Linked DNA regions of Columba livia: region 1 is linked to region 2. Evidence: chromatin contacts called from public Hi-C data. All regions are on one chromosome and are shown on one strand. Each heading gives the region's core, a stretch centred on a gene start, on an enhancer-like site or on the middle of the called end of the contact. The rest is flanking DNA. Distances are from core to core; before and after follow the strand shown. Region 1 overlaps CBLB (Cbl proto-oncogene B). Region 2 holds the start of CBLB (Cbl proto-oncogene B).

Region 1 (6,412 bases), core at 187-2,686, 86 kb before region 2:
AAAGTCCTGAGGCACCTTCACAGTAAATGATAGGTAACACTAACAAATGAAGCCTAAGAAAGCCACTAATTTGAGCTGTTGTTCCTTTTCTTATTGTCTACTACTTTATTTCTTCAGTTACCATAATGGTATTACAGCCACAAAACAAAAATATTGACAACACTTAATCACAGTCTTTGCTGACTTGAACAGGAAATGCTTCAGAAAACTCACTGAAATATGCCTGACATGCTATCATTACAAATGATACAGAAGAGGCCTCTACTGTAAATGAAGGATGATTTTTAAGTGGTAGATTAATACAAATACATTAAGTGTTCATTGGTAGCATTTGGAAAGATAGGAAACTGCCTCTGAAAGGAGATTTATGTATTTGTCAAAAGATCAAGGCAGGCGAAGTTAAGCAACACAAGAGGCTTGTGGTCTCACACGGCCTGCAAATTCCCTTTAAAGGATCTTCTAATGGCTAGTACGGCAGAGACAAAACGCCTTTGTAAGTGACACACTTGAGCAGAGTATCCCAACAGTTCTGCCTGAGATTATCAAACATTTCCCAGGCAAACCCTAACCACTACTTAAATGTGGATGAACACCTGTTTGACTCTAGAAATGAACACCTCTTCAGAACAGATGCATGAAACAACGGTAAGGTTTCAGCACAGAGGCCGTTAGAAACCTCAGGTGTTCAAATCTGTACAAAAGAAAGGAGAAAAATGCACAATGCCAGATGCAACACCGCATCTTGCCAGCTCTTATCTGCACCCTCAAAGATGGAGCCAGGAGGCTTCATCACATGAAAAATGGTAGTTGCCCTAACTAGAGACAAAAGGAAGTTGATGCTTTCCCCTTCGCCACACCAGCACTGACACTCCCTTCATAAAACCACGTTCTTCCTCCTGCTGTGTTACTCAAGTGCACGCACAGAAATCAAAAACGGTGATCAAACGCTCAGTATTTTGATGTTTTGTTGGACTGTGGCAATTTAAAGGCTTGCTACAGTACATTATGTAACAAATTCAAGTAGTGTGCAAATTCCTTGGTTAATCGCAACCATCAGTCTCCTAAGTTGACAGTAGATATGCTTGGACTCTCTACAAAGTGTCACACTACTGCTATACCTGGGAAATGATGTGACAGTACAACCGAAAATCAAAGGGATAGAACTCTTAGCTTGCCTTGTGCACAGAGAGTATTACAAAAGCAGGGAAAATGGGAAAAGATTTGTATGATTTCTCTTCTATGGAAACATTTTTGCATAAAAGGGCAGCTTGACATGTTAACAGTGACAGAATGAAGCTCCTTTCCTTCAAAGCATCCACGTATTCTGCCGTGCTAACTTCAACTCCCGCCAGAGAACGCAGCACTTAGAGCTGTGCTGCACACGGTGGGGAGGCAGGGGGAGCAAATTCACTTTTACAGGATCTCCACAAACAGCAGCCTTGCTTTCCTCTGTGAATAAGCATCACCATAAACGTAGCTTTTCTGTAACACAACCCACAGTTGGCAAAACAGTATTTTGATTACCTAAACAACTGGGATTTTCTCTCCGTGGGTGTATGCACACATCATTACAGAAGCTGTTTAAAAACTAGAGAAGTAAAATGCAACCTCTGGGAGAGGTTCTCAGACTAAGTTCAGTGCAAGTTCAACAGTTACACAGCTACTGCACCAGCTGGTAGTCTGTCTGGCAAAAATCCTCTCTCTGCTTCTTTGTTAAATTAAAAGTTAATCCTAACCAGTCTTCTCTCCTTACATATATCAATACTGCTGATTCCCTTTCTCTAGCACCAGGCACGGTAATGAATCAAACCAGCAATGGCCTCACAAAGAAACTAATGCAAACATATTCACTGGCTTACAGAACAAGGAAAATAAATCTCATTTGAGGCTTCTGTCCTGAAGTTTAATGCAATCTGTGAGATCCCACACAGGGTCAGAACAAACTGTTACTTCTCAGATCACTGGCTTCTCATTTAATTTTCTATTTGATGTACCGACTGAAAAAACGAAACAACAAACCACACACGCTCAAATCCTGTTATTATTTGTAAGCAGAATGCTTATAGGAAAGAATGTCCTACAGAAAGGAACCTTAAATGCATTTCATACTGATGTATGTTGCAGCCAATGGGCCTCAGACATTCTGCAGTCAAGATCAAGATTTGGGTTTGATTACTAACCTGAACACCATAGTAGTTTGCTAAACACTAAATAAAAAGGAAGAAACTTGGGCAGGACTTGATGTTCAGACAGGAATGCTTGATCATATGAAGCTCCACATAAAGGGCAAAGCTTAGGAGGATTTTGCTAAAGCAGCATAAAGTACAGTGATCTATGTTCTCTCGTTTATTATTTCACCAAATAGAACCCCCAAAGTTTTGTTCAAACCTCCATAACCTGTATGTGTGACCAATGTTTGTGGTTAAATTTAACAGAGAGATTACTTACACCATAACATTTTCAACTTTGATAGTTTTGACTCAGAATGGAGAAGAGATGATTAAAATCAAAATGGTGTACACTAAAACCATTAATCATCTCCTGCCAAATCTTGATATCAACTTGGTAATGGCATCCTTTCCCATAACAGCAAAACCAAGAAAGCTAAACAAAGATTATCACAGAATGACATGGAAGACGGAACAGTAACTCCTTGTCTGTCTTAAACTGGGAGGCCCAGAGCTAGACACAGTACTCCAGATGCGGCCTCACCAGGGCAGAGCAGAGGAGGAGGAAAACATCCCTCGACCTGCTGGCCACAATTTTAATAGAGATGCAGAACAGCACCACCTTCTGTATTGGTTAAAATACTTCTAGTATGCTCTGCAGAACGGACACAAGGTTAACAGAGGCATGTAACATACATGCGAGCTTACTTCAGGTAAATATTACCTATTAACAGTAATACACTCGATGCTATTCCCAAAGATAGTCCCTTGTAAATAAACAGCAGAGCATTAATGGCAAAAATATGTTCATAAAGAGTTAAGCTTGCATTTAGCCTAAAAAGTCACATGTAACTTTCCTTATGTGTTTGCAGAAACACTTCATATTGGTATATATAGATACAAAAGCACAATGAAAACACAAGTACCTGAAGGCCTACATTTTTAAGAACGCACTTAGGATTAGTAAAAAGTAAGTAAGCAGCAAACACAAAGATACCGTAATCACACTAAATATGTGCAGAAATGAAGCAGGAGTTACTGGATGTTTTCAGTTTTTCAGATGGAGGTGTTGATTCAGAGTCAGGTGACTCTGACGGACAAAAAACAAAGCACAATTTATTTCTGAATTCCAGTGTTTCAGTTATTTCAGTTTTTCCAAAATATCCGCTTCCTTGACCCACAGGTAGGCATCTCAGGGCACTAAGCTTCTAAAAATTCATATAAGCATCTAAAATTTTCAAACCTTACCTGAAATAATCTAGTGAAGATATCAAATTCAAAAATCGAAATGTAGTCATTGCAGGTCAAGTCAATAGTAGATTTCAGAGCCATTGCTTCCAAACCAGAGCTTATCTGATGAACTTCATGAAGGCACTGCCTGAACACTTTCCATGGCACTATAGTTCTGTGAGAGGGGTAGAAATAATAAATATAATAAAACTACATATTTAAGATTTTATACCTTATTTAGACGTTAGAACTGGACTTCTTTTAAAGAAGTGGAACATTAATTTGGTTTCTTTACAGAAAAAAAAAACAAACAACAAACAAGTTTTTTGAAAGCAGCCTAAGCAAACATGGTTTACCTTCTTTTAAACACAGTCAAAAAAGTGCCATTTATTTTACCATGATAAATACCAAACTTCCTTCAGAGGACAACGAAAAGAACACTGCAGAAACAGAAATGTCCTACCAAGCAGGTGTAGAAACCAAGCTCACACCCTCTCAACGATAATGTGAAGCACCAGCTCTGTTTGGTAAAGAACTCCTTTCTTTGCAGCCTCTCTTGTCAGAATGATAAGCATCAATTTAGTATCTACTGTGATAACTTTTTTTTATAGCTAAAGCTCAAACACTGGTCAAGTAACCTGACAGCACCAACCAGCTATCACTGATACTGGTCCAAGGACAGTTGCATGCATATTAGAAGACATGTATTCTCAGATTGTCACCTTCATACATTCTTGCAGAACGGGGAGTATTTCCAGACAGTAGCGAATGTGGGAAAAGGTGGAAAATCACGATAGAAGGAAATTAAAATTATCCTCTCTAAGACAAAGCCATATTCTGTCAAATTCAGTTCTTACTTGCACAAAGATAATGCAGATTAGTTATTTTGCCAGCCAAGTTCTTGTATTTGGAACCTGACACGAGGCCATCACTTGAAAGTGCTCTATTTTATCACTTTCAAAACTATGAAAAGTTGTTCAATAATAGCAATTCTTCTTCTCATGTCAGTGGGTGAAATCCAAATTTTGCAAAGCCTAACACCTTCTCTTAAAAGAGTTCTGCTGCACGCTGAAAGCAGATATGATGTTTTAAAACCATTTTAATTAACTGAAATGTAACCAACTGCTAAGCAATATATAACTATTTTCAGAACTTAGCAAGATTTCACACATTCATAATAATATTTTCTTAATAATTGCTAAAATGATAAAAGACACAGACCTCAAAAATCTCATCAATACTTCTTGCTATTTCTATTACTTAGCATTGCCTTATTTTTATAAGAGCCAAAAAATTTTATTCCAGTTCTTCTAAGTATTTTCTTATGCGGAAATATATATAACCTGGTAGCACGGTGCTATGGAAAAAAAAAATTAAAAAAAAGAAGACCAAGTTGGTCCTGCATCACAAATATTCCACAGTTAACCTAAATTAAAACAAATAGTAATCTGAAGTACAACACTAAAAACACACTCCTGTATTTCTACCGCATCAGGCATTCATTCCATCTGTAAGTGCAAAGAAATCTACTTGTTACTTGGAGGCTTATATTGAGAAAGTCATAAATGACAAAATGTGAAGTTTAATAGATCTCAGCAGATACTTTCATTTATGTATGAAAAACAGGAAACCACAACGAGCTGAAGAGAGATACCACATCGGATGCCATTTAAGAAAGAATGCACATCAAATTTTGATTATGGTAAAGACAGAATGAAATGTGCATTAAATTCAGAGAACAAAGTTGGAAAACATTAGTGCTTTTGTGGTGTTACAGTTGTGTCAGTTCAAGTGCCTATTGCTTATTTAGTTCCTGTAACTATGGCTCGGAAATGTCTTCTGGGTCTCTATGTAAAACATCCTAAATGGTTACAGCACTGGGATCGTGCTGAAATAGGGTTAGAATAGTTTTTTGGGGTATTTTTTTGAGGGGTAGGGGTTGTTTGGGATTTTTGTTTGTTTTGTTGTGGGTTTTTAAAAGGGTTAATACAATAATCCTTAAATACAAACCAACAGAGAATCCATCAGGAAGGAATACAGCCATATTATACCTTACAACTGCTTTTGCATGCCTTGCCTGAGACAGCTTCATGAAAACACCTTCCTTAGATGAAGTTAATAAGTGGGACCTTTCTTTATCTATTCACTGACACCCTACACCCCCAAATCCCAACAACAATGGAGAAAGCAAAAATATTCAAGAACATATGTTTTTAGAGCTCTGTTGGCTAGCACTTTGGCTAAGACAGAAACCAGATGTTGGGAAATGAGTGATTAGCTAATGAAATAACATCTAAAGTTATTTTGTGGGACTTGTCCAAGAACAAGTGTCTGAAAAAACTGGTGGCCCCAAATTAAAATTCACTAAACTCAGCAGATTATTCTTTTCTGCAGCTTTATGGAATAGGTCTTCTATCTTTTGCTTTCTTAAATAAAGCTGAGAATTAGCTGTAAAAAAAGGCTAAGTCCTATTTCTCAGCAGCTACTGTTACACAGCTGTCATTTCTAAATACTTCGAAAGAGCACCAGCCAGGGACCATTTCTCTTTAGGGGTTGTCATATGCAGGGACAGGAGTTGGATTCGATGGTCCTTGTGGGTCCCTTCCAACTCAGGACATTCTATGATTTCTCCCCAAATGTATCTCTCCAGTTTATATGCACAAACTGCTGCACTCTTTTGAGACCCTGCAGAGAGCACTCACTCACTTAAAATGAGGGTGCAACTGAGTCTTTACACGGTGGAGGATTCTGCAGCATCCTCTTCTCCTGCTCCAACAGACTTGCAACCTGGTGACCTTTCAGGTACACTGAGAATCACCATCCTCTGGCAGAGGTCTAGGAGGATGTCACACAGAAAGTGTCCCACAGGGATGTGGCGGTGAAAGAGGTTTTCATAGAGGGCTGGCAAGTTGAGTTTCTGTTTGAATTAACATTTCACTGATGTTGTTTTCTTGTGTTTTAGGGGATACATAGCTTTTGAAGGTACCATTTCATTATTCAAATATAAAGGGTTA
Region 2 (6,425 bases), core at 1,884-4,383:
GTCTGGTATACTTTAATATAATTTGGAAATAAAATTTGATTAACTGAGAGCAGTTTAAAGAGGATACATTAAAGATCCAAATTGAGGACACTTATCCATTAAAATAAAAAAGAAAGCACAGTGCAATGTCCAGCCTTTCCAGTGACTTCTGCAGAACAGGCCTCACTGGCTGTCCTGGTGCTCTGTTGTAACGTTGACAAACGCAGTTATCCTGCATTATCTGAGTAAAAGCAAACCACAAGTCCAAGCAAGGGGTGTTTAGATTTTCTGGTAACCATGAATATACAAACCAATCAGGGGATGACCTTACCACACAGATTTGTAAATGGCCTGACACGGAGGGAGTTTAAGCTGTACATTCCCCACGTGGTTTCAACAACTATAAACCAGATACCTGGCTTCCAAGCCAAACTTCCTTGTACTTAAGAAGAGTGCCTGCTTCCAAACATTTATACTTCCAGTTCTTATTACAAGATGCTCACTGTCCACAGCATCTTGATCAATAACAGGGAAACGTCAAAGTCTTTGTGATAATAACCATTTCTATCAAGACTGTTTTTTAAATGAATAATCATCAGAAATTATGGGGGAAATAGAGATGCTATTCTTGGAGCATCAGAAAGGAGATCACACAACAACTCTATCAAGTACTTCGAAATTACCATTTGTCAAGGCATATAACATGAAGCAATCTCTATCACGTCAGTATAGCTACTTAGGAACTTTTAGAAATAGTAAACATCTGCATTTTAAAAGAGCCACAAGGCAAAGCAAACAGTTACACTAATTCTTGAAGAATCACTGAGTTAAAAACTCATAACTCTCTTGCCTTACAGACCCAAGACTAACATATAGCATCCCTCACTCCCCAGCAGTTTCAAGAGGAAGCTCTCAAGTATCACCTCATATGCCAAACAGAGTGCCTGCACTTCCTGAACAGTTATCTGTGTCATAATCAAATTATTCCTACCACTGGTAACAACTCTCCTTGATAATCTATCATCATAGAAGCTGTCATTTTGTATAACACTAAACAAAATGTATCAGGCTGGTGCAGAGAACTGTAAGATCTGAAAGACTATGATCTATAGCCCCACTTCCTAAAAATTGAGTTTCAGTACAGTGTATTTCTAGTTTCAAAATGATGAGTAGAAGTACTTAAAAATCACTAAAATGCAGAACAGACGCTTGCAAGTTAGGCATGCCATACTAATCTGTTTACTAAACTGACAAGAGTGACATCCCTCAGTCCCCACGCACATTCCTAAAAGCACAAACCTATCTGTGTTGCCATCATGAGCGTGTCTCACAGGACGATCAGCTTAACTGAAGTTTCATACTTCAGAGGTCTTGTTTGCAGACTAACAATGTGATCCAACACGCAACGCACAGAATATATGTGATTACATGTCTAAGTCAAGCAGCTTTTCGTTAGGGCAGCTCTTCAAGTTTGAGTCATTTTAAAGAATCTGAAAATAACAATAGCCTACGGCAAACACACACATTTGTTTTCTCTCCGCAAACCGAGATTAAAAGAAAAAAAAAACATAGCCAGAGGCCATAGAGAGAAAAAGAAGAAAAACAACCACCAAAACCAAACGGTGCTTAAATTACCTAAAACATAAACCCCCTTACTTCCCGAGGCACACACAGCACAACAGTCAGAGCAGCAGGAAGACGCCGTTTCCCCATGTGTACCCACTTAAATAGCCCCATTCTTCCCTGTACGTGTACACGACCGCACCACAGACACTCACCACTTTGTCCATAAGCTTCCACGTCTTCTCCACAGTTCTCCGGTCAGCAGCTGCCTGCTTGGGGGGGCCCACGGCGTCCTGGATGGCATCAATGAAGCCCAGGATCCGTCCCTTGCGCGGGTTCCGGCCGTTCAAGGAACCGGCCATCTGGGAACCAAGCTGGACAGACAGACACAGGCTCACAAGGGGCCCCAAAACATCTTGTCATAAAAACCCCGCCGCGGCCCGTGAGGTAACAACACCTCCTTCTTCACGGGCAGGAAAGGGCAAGAGCAGGGCATGCTTAGGAACAAGTTTTAACTTTCTCGCGACAAAACTACGTAAACCCACCTGGCCCGAGTTTACACTGGAAAAAGCCATCCCAGATTTACCGTCAACATCAGCACCAACCGGCGGGAGGGGGAATCCACCCACCCACCCACCCCAGGGCCCGGCCCAGCCGGCTCCGCGCCGCTCCCCGGGCCCCGCCGGGCACATGCCCCCATCACCAGACAACAAAAGCGGAAGACGCGCAGCGGCGGGGTAGGAAAGAGGAGACGGGGGGAGTAGAAAAAGCAGCAAAGGCAGCAGGCAGGGATCCGCAAGGCAGGCAAGCGGCCCGGCAGCGGGGTCAGGGGGGCGGGCAGGCACACACCTCGCTCCCGCCGCACGCCGCCGTACAGAGGGCACCCCGCGGCTTTGCGCCCAGAGCGAGAGGAGCCGCCGAGAAAAGCCGGGAGCGGCGGGGAGAGCGGCTAAGAGGCTCCCCAGCCCCCGAGGCGGCCGCTTCCCCGGTCCTCAGCCGAGGGCGGCGGCGGAGCGGAGAGCAGGCAAAGCGTCTGGTCGGACGAGGCTCCCCTCCCTCCGGCGCCGGGGGGCGTCACTGCTCCAGCGGGCAGGGGCAGCGCATCCCGCGCCCCGTCCCGGCCGCCGCGCCGGGGGCGGCCGCTGGCGATGGCCACGCGTGAACGCGGCGCCGGCTGCCCCGCAGGACTCTGCCCTGTGGCGCTGCTGCTGCTGCCGTTCCTGCTGCTGGTGGCGGGCGGCCGCTGCCCCGCAGTGAAGCATGGGGAGCTATTGCCCCGCCGCCCGCATCGCCCTGCCCGCAGCACAGCCCAGCCCGCCCGCTGGGCGGGTATATGCACGCGTGTGTAGAGAGAACGAGAGTGCTACAGAGACATGCAAAAGAGAGCTATAGAGATCTATGCACACGCACGGGTCTGTCTGTGGCACGGCTGGCGGCCCCCGGCAGGCTACGGTCCTCCCTCACTCCTAGAAAGTGAGGCTGGATCCCCGGCAGCTCCGACCCCGCTCCCGGCCCCTCCTCTCCTCGGAACATGCCCACCCCCAGGACAACACTCATCCCGCGCATGCGCGCAGGGGGAGGGCGGGCGAAAGCGCCGAGAAACCAAGCCCCCTTCTTGCAGGCGGGAACCACCGCTTCGGAACAGCCAATCAGAAGAGGAAGCTGTGTTTGTTTGACGTGCCCGCTAGCAAATCAGCGAGGAGCTGGGAACGGGGCGGGGTGGTGGCTGAGAGAAGGCTTCGGAGATGGGGAGGGGGCGGGAAGGAGGGGGGGGGGGTCTGGCAGGGCTGAGAGTGATAGGAAAGCTGTCCAGTGGTTGAGTTTGAAGAGCGGAGAGGCGGAGCTTCCGGTCCCGCCTCCTCACGGCTGCCCACCTTTTTGAGGGGGTGGTTTGAAGCTTCGAGGTTGAGGTGAATGGGTTTGAGGAGACCCTGCGGGAGTCTCTAGCTCTAGACTTCCCGGGGGCTGCAGAAACGGCCAGAGGCCTGTCGCAGTGTGTCTGTCCCTCTGGTGAGGTTGCTGTGCCCCTGTCTGCTGGAGCACTTGGTGGGCGTTAAAAATCAATAGTCGTTATTGCCGCCTTCCTGAGTGTTTTGCCTGTGCACTTCCCCTTCGAGCTTTTGAAAGCTTGTTGTTGTTTTTTGTTTTGTTTTGTTTTGTTTTGTTTTTGTAGCCATAAAGAACAGGAACTTGTTTTTCTTCCGTGTGTCTGGTGGGGACTTACTCGTGGTTCGTTTGTTTTAGGTTTTTTTTTGGGGTGTTTTTTTTTTGGGGGGTGGGGTGTTGAGGTGCTGAGATTTCACATGTTGGAAATGGACTGGAGAGTTGTATGAAGTGGTGAGGGCTATTTAGGCTTACACTGCCCCTCTGAAAGGTGGTGAGGGAATATGTAAACAAGTCATAGATAAAATTGCCCCCTTATGTTGACTTTGATACAAGCACTTTCTGCAGGGGTATGGTAACTAAACTGATTAGTATGGTACACTTCTATTTTGGGGCAAATTTTCCTTTCAAATTTGTGTATTACTTGTGAATGTTGCAAAGGAGTGAGGCTTACCTACATAGGCTACAAGACATTCGAGTTCAGATTCTTTTGAAGATGTTCCAGGGAATAATTATGTTTTGTAAGTGTTAATCTTCTAATTAATTTTCATACAAGGAAACAAATACAAAGCTTAACAACTTTGAAGCTGCTTTCTGAAAGCAATTGTATTAGATACAAGGGTTTAAGTTTTGATTTTCTTAATATCAGCAAGTATGTTTTCTGTAGGTATTTTTAGTGCAGATATCTTTCTGTTGTTTTAAAATGTGTGAAGTTATTCCTCTGGGCACACATACAATAATGAAAGCATATCAATAATGTCCTCTTCAAAGTTCATTGTTCCTCTGTAGCTTTAAAATATGAATTGGCAGGTACTAGCCTTAAGTGGTTTAGAAGCTTCTCATTTCACTGTAGGGTCTGTAAATTATTCTCTTTCCTGTGTTTGAGATGTTGGTTTCGAACTCTTCTGTGGCACCTCTACATACCCGTGTTTTGTTTGGAGCTCAGCTTGCATAAGATTAGGTTGGTAGTGACTTCTCACTCTTTTGCCATCTCATTTGGTTGTGGATAAAGAAGAGGACTTTATTTTATTTTTTTTTTTTTTCTGAAATTGTTAAATCTTTGGTTCTTTTCCTCAATTGTTTTGTTTTCATTGATGTTCTGTCATTCTCTTCATATTCCAAATGCTGCCAAGAGCCCTGATCTGTGAGTTGCACTTGGTAGCTGTCTGGGGCTGAGTCATGTTGTCGTGCAGTTCAGCTGAGTGCAGAGCCAGCAGGAGCGAGCAGCCTGGTTCTCTGCATCCCTCTCTGTGTGTGATGCATTACTAAGTCAATAGCCAGCTCTGTGGGGAAAGTGGATGGCTTTCAAACAGCTTTTTTTAAGTTGCCTGTGCATGTATTCTGGGAATTACCGTCCTCAGAGGGTCATATGAGTGTATGTTGGAAGCAAGTCAGCTGGGAGAAGCAGGTGAAGGAGATACCTGTGGCTTCAGTATCAAGAGTGTTAAACATGGGTCAAGCTTTCACATGCTGTGCAAGGGGTAGAAGAGACAGCATTGCTTTGCGATTTCAAGCATGCAGAGTGAAAGGATGGTTTGACAGAAGACAGCTGAGAGGCAGGGCTGAGAGAAGAGGAGGAAACAGCTGCCATGTGTTTTAAGTTCAAGACATATGCTTGTTTGCAGTGGAGAACATAAGGACTTACCTCGCCCACTCAATCTGTTGGGTGTGTAGGGACAAAAGGCTTCTGAGAGGGTGGTGGCTGAAGGCACTGACCAACTGGAATATTTTCATAGAATCATAGAATGGTTTGGGTTGGAAGGGACCTTGAAGATCATCTAGTTCCAACCCCCCTGCAGTGGGCAGGGACACCTTCCACTAGACCAGGTTGCTCAAAGCCCCATCCAACTTGGCCTTGAACGTTTCCAGGGATGGGGCATCCACAGCTTCTCTGGACAGCCTGTTCCAGTGCTTCACCACCCTCATAATGAAGAATTTCTTCCTTCTATCTGATCTAAATCTACCCTCTTTCAGTTTAAAGCCATTACCCCTTGTCCTATGACTACACACCCCTGTAAAAAGTCTATCTCCAGCTTTTTTTTTTTTTTTTTTGATCCAGGCCAGCAGTATGTTAATGTATAGCCATCCAGAGGGACAGATGAGAGGGTATTCCCACAGCCCAACTTCAGTCTCTCTGACAGCCTAAATTGAGAAGCTAGTCTGCTGTGCATAGGTCCATTGAGAGCACAGGGTGATTCAAAGCAGAAACTTAAGTCAAATACTTTGATTATCTGGGGGAAAGAGCATATTTCAGTTCGGGCTATGTGTGAGGTGCATGGGTAAGTTCGATGTCTAATTAAGGCTCCCAAGTTATGTACATACAATTAAAATACCTCCACAGATCTCTTGCTCAGGCTCTCTGACCAAACATTTTAGTTGTTCTTATACTGAAGAACATGACAATTTGTTTCTGATGCTTTTAAGTGTTTTAATCAGTGTATAAAAATGCTACAGAATGGAAATGAGATAAATCTGAGGTGATAGATTTCAAGAACTCCACATTATGTGAGGCTGATCCTCAACCTAGTAAAGGTACTAAACAGTCATTTAATGATGTCTGGATGACTGCTGTATGGATTTGGTGAAATCCTGTAATGAAAAGGATGGAGTGGAGGTGAATGCAAGTCAGAGTATGATAAGGGAGTCAAGACAGTGTGAAAGAAGCCTTGTTTTGAACTCTTAAATTCCTTTGTATGGTAAGGATTTCAGATCTGAGCATTTTACTGAAAGGCAAAATTGCATGACTTCTTGAAAAGCTCAGCTGCTTGATAGGGAAAAAA

What was found. Hi-C and Micro-C count contacts between places; a contact is called where the count stands out from the background.
Region 1: a contact with region 2 is called in a Hi-C map of liver, with 2.0 times the contacts expected there. The contact joins the enhancer-like site here to the promoter of CBLB in region 2. A contact is called at or near these places in 2 of 2 Hi-C or Micro-C datasets (crop and liver).

The regions. Positions count from the first base shown.
Region 1 is chr1:70,531,550-70,537,961 of bColLiv1.pat.W.v2, reverse strand. It overlaps CBLB (Cbl proto-oncogene B), which reads right to left. Exons shown (of 19, transcript XM_065061376.1): 5 at 3,417-3,573. Among named protein-coding and RNA genes, the nearest start is that of CBLB, 85 kb to the right of the region's middle. Within about 2 kb of position 1,436, at least 1 of the 3 cell types and tissues checked has an H3K27ac peak away from gene starts, as active enhancers do.
Region 2 is chr1:70,446,918-70,453,342 of bColLiv1.pat.W.v2, reverse strand. CBLB (Cbl proto-oncogene B) reads right to left here and starts at 3,133. Exons shown (of 19, transcript XM_065061376.1): 1 at 2,953-3,133; 2 at 1,758-1,916. The coding sequence starts at 3,108.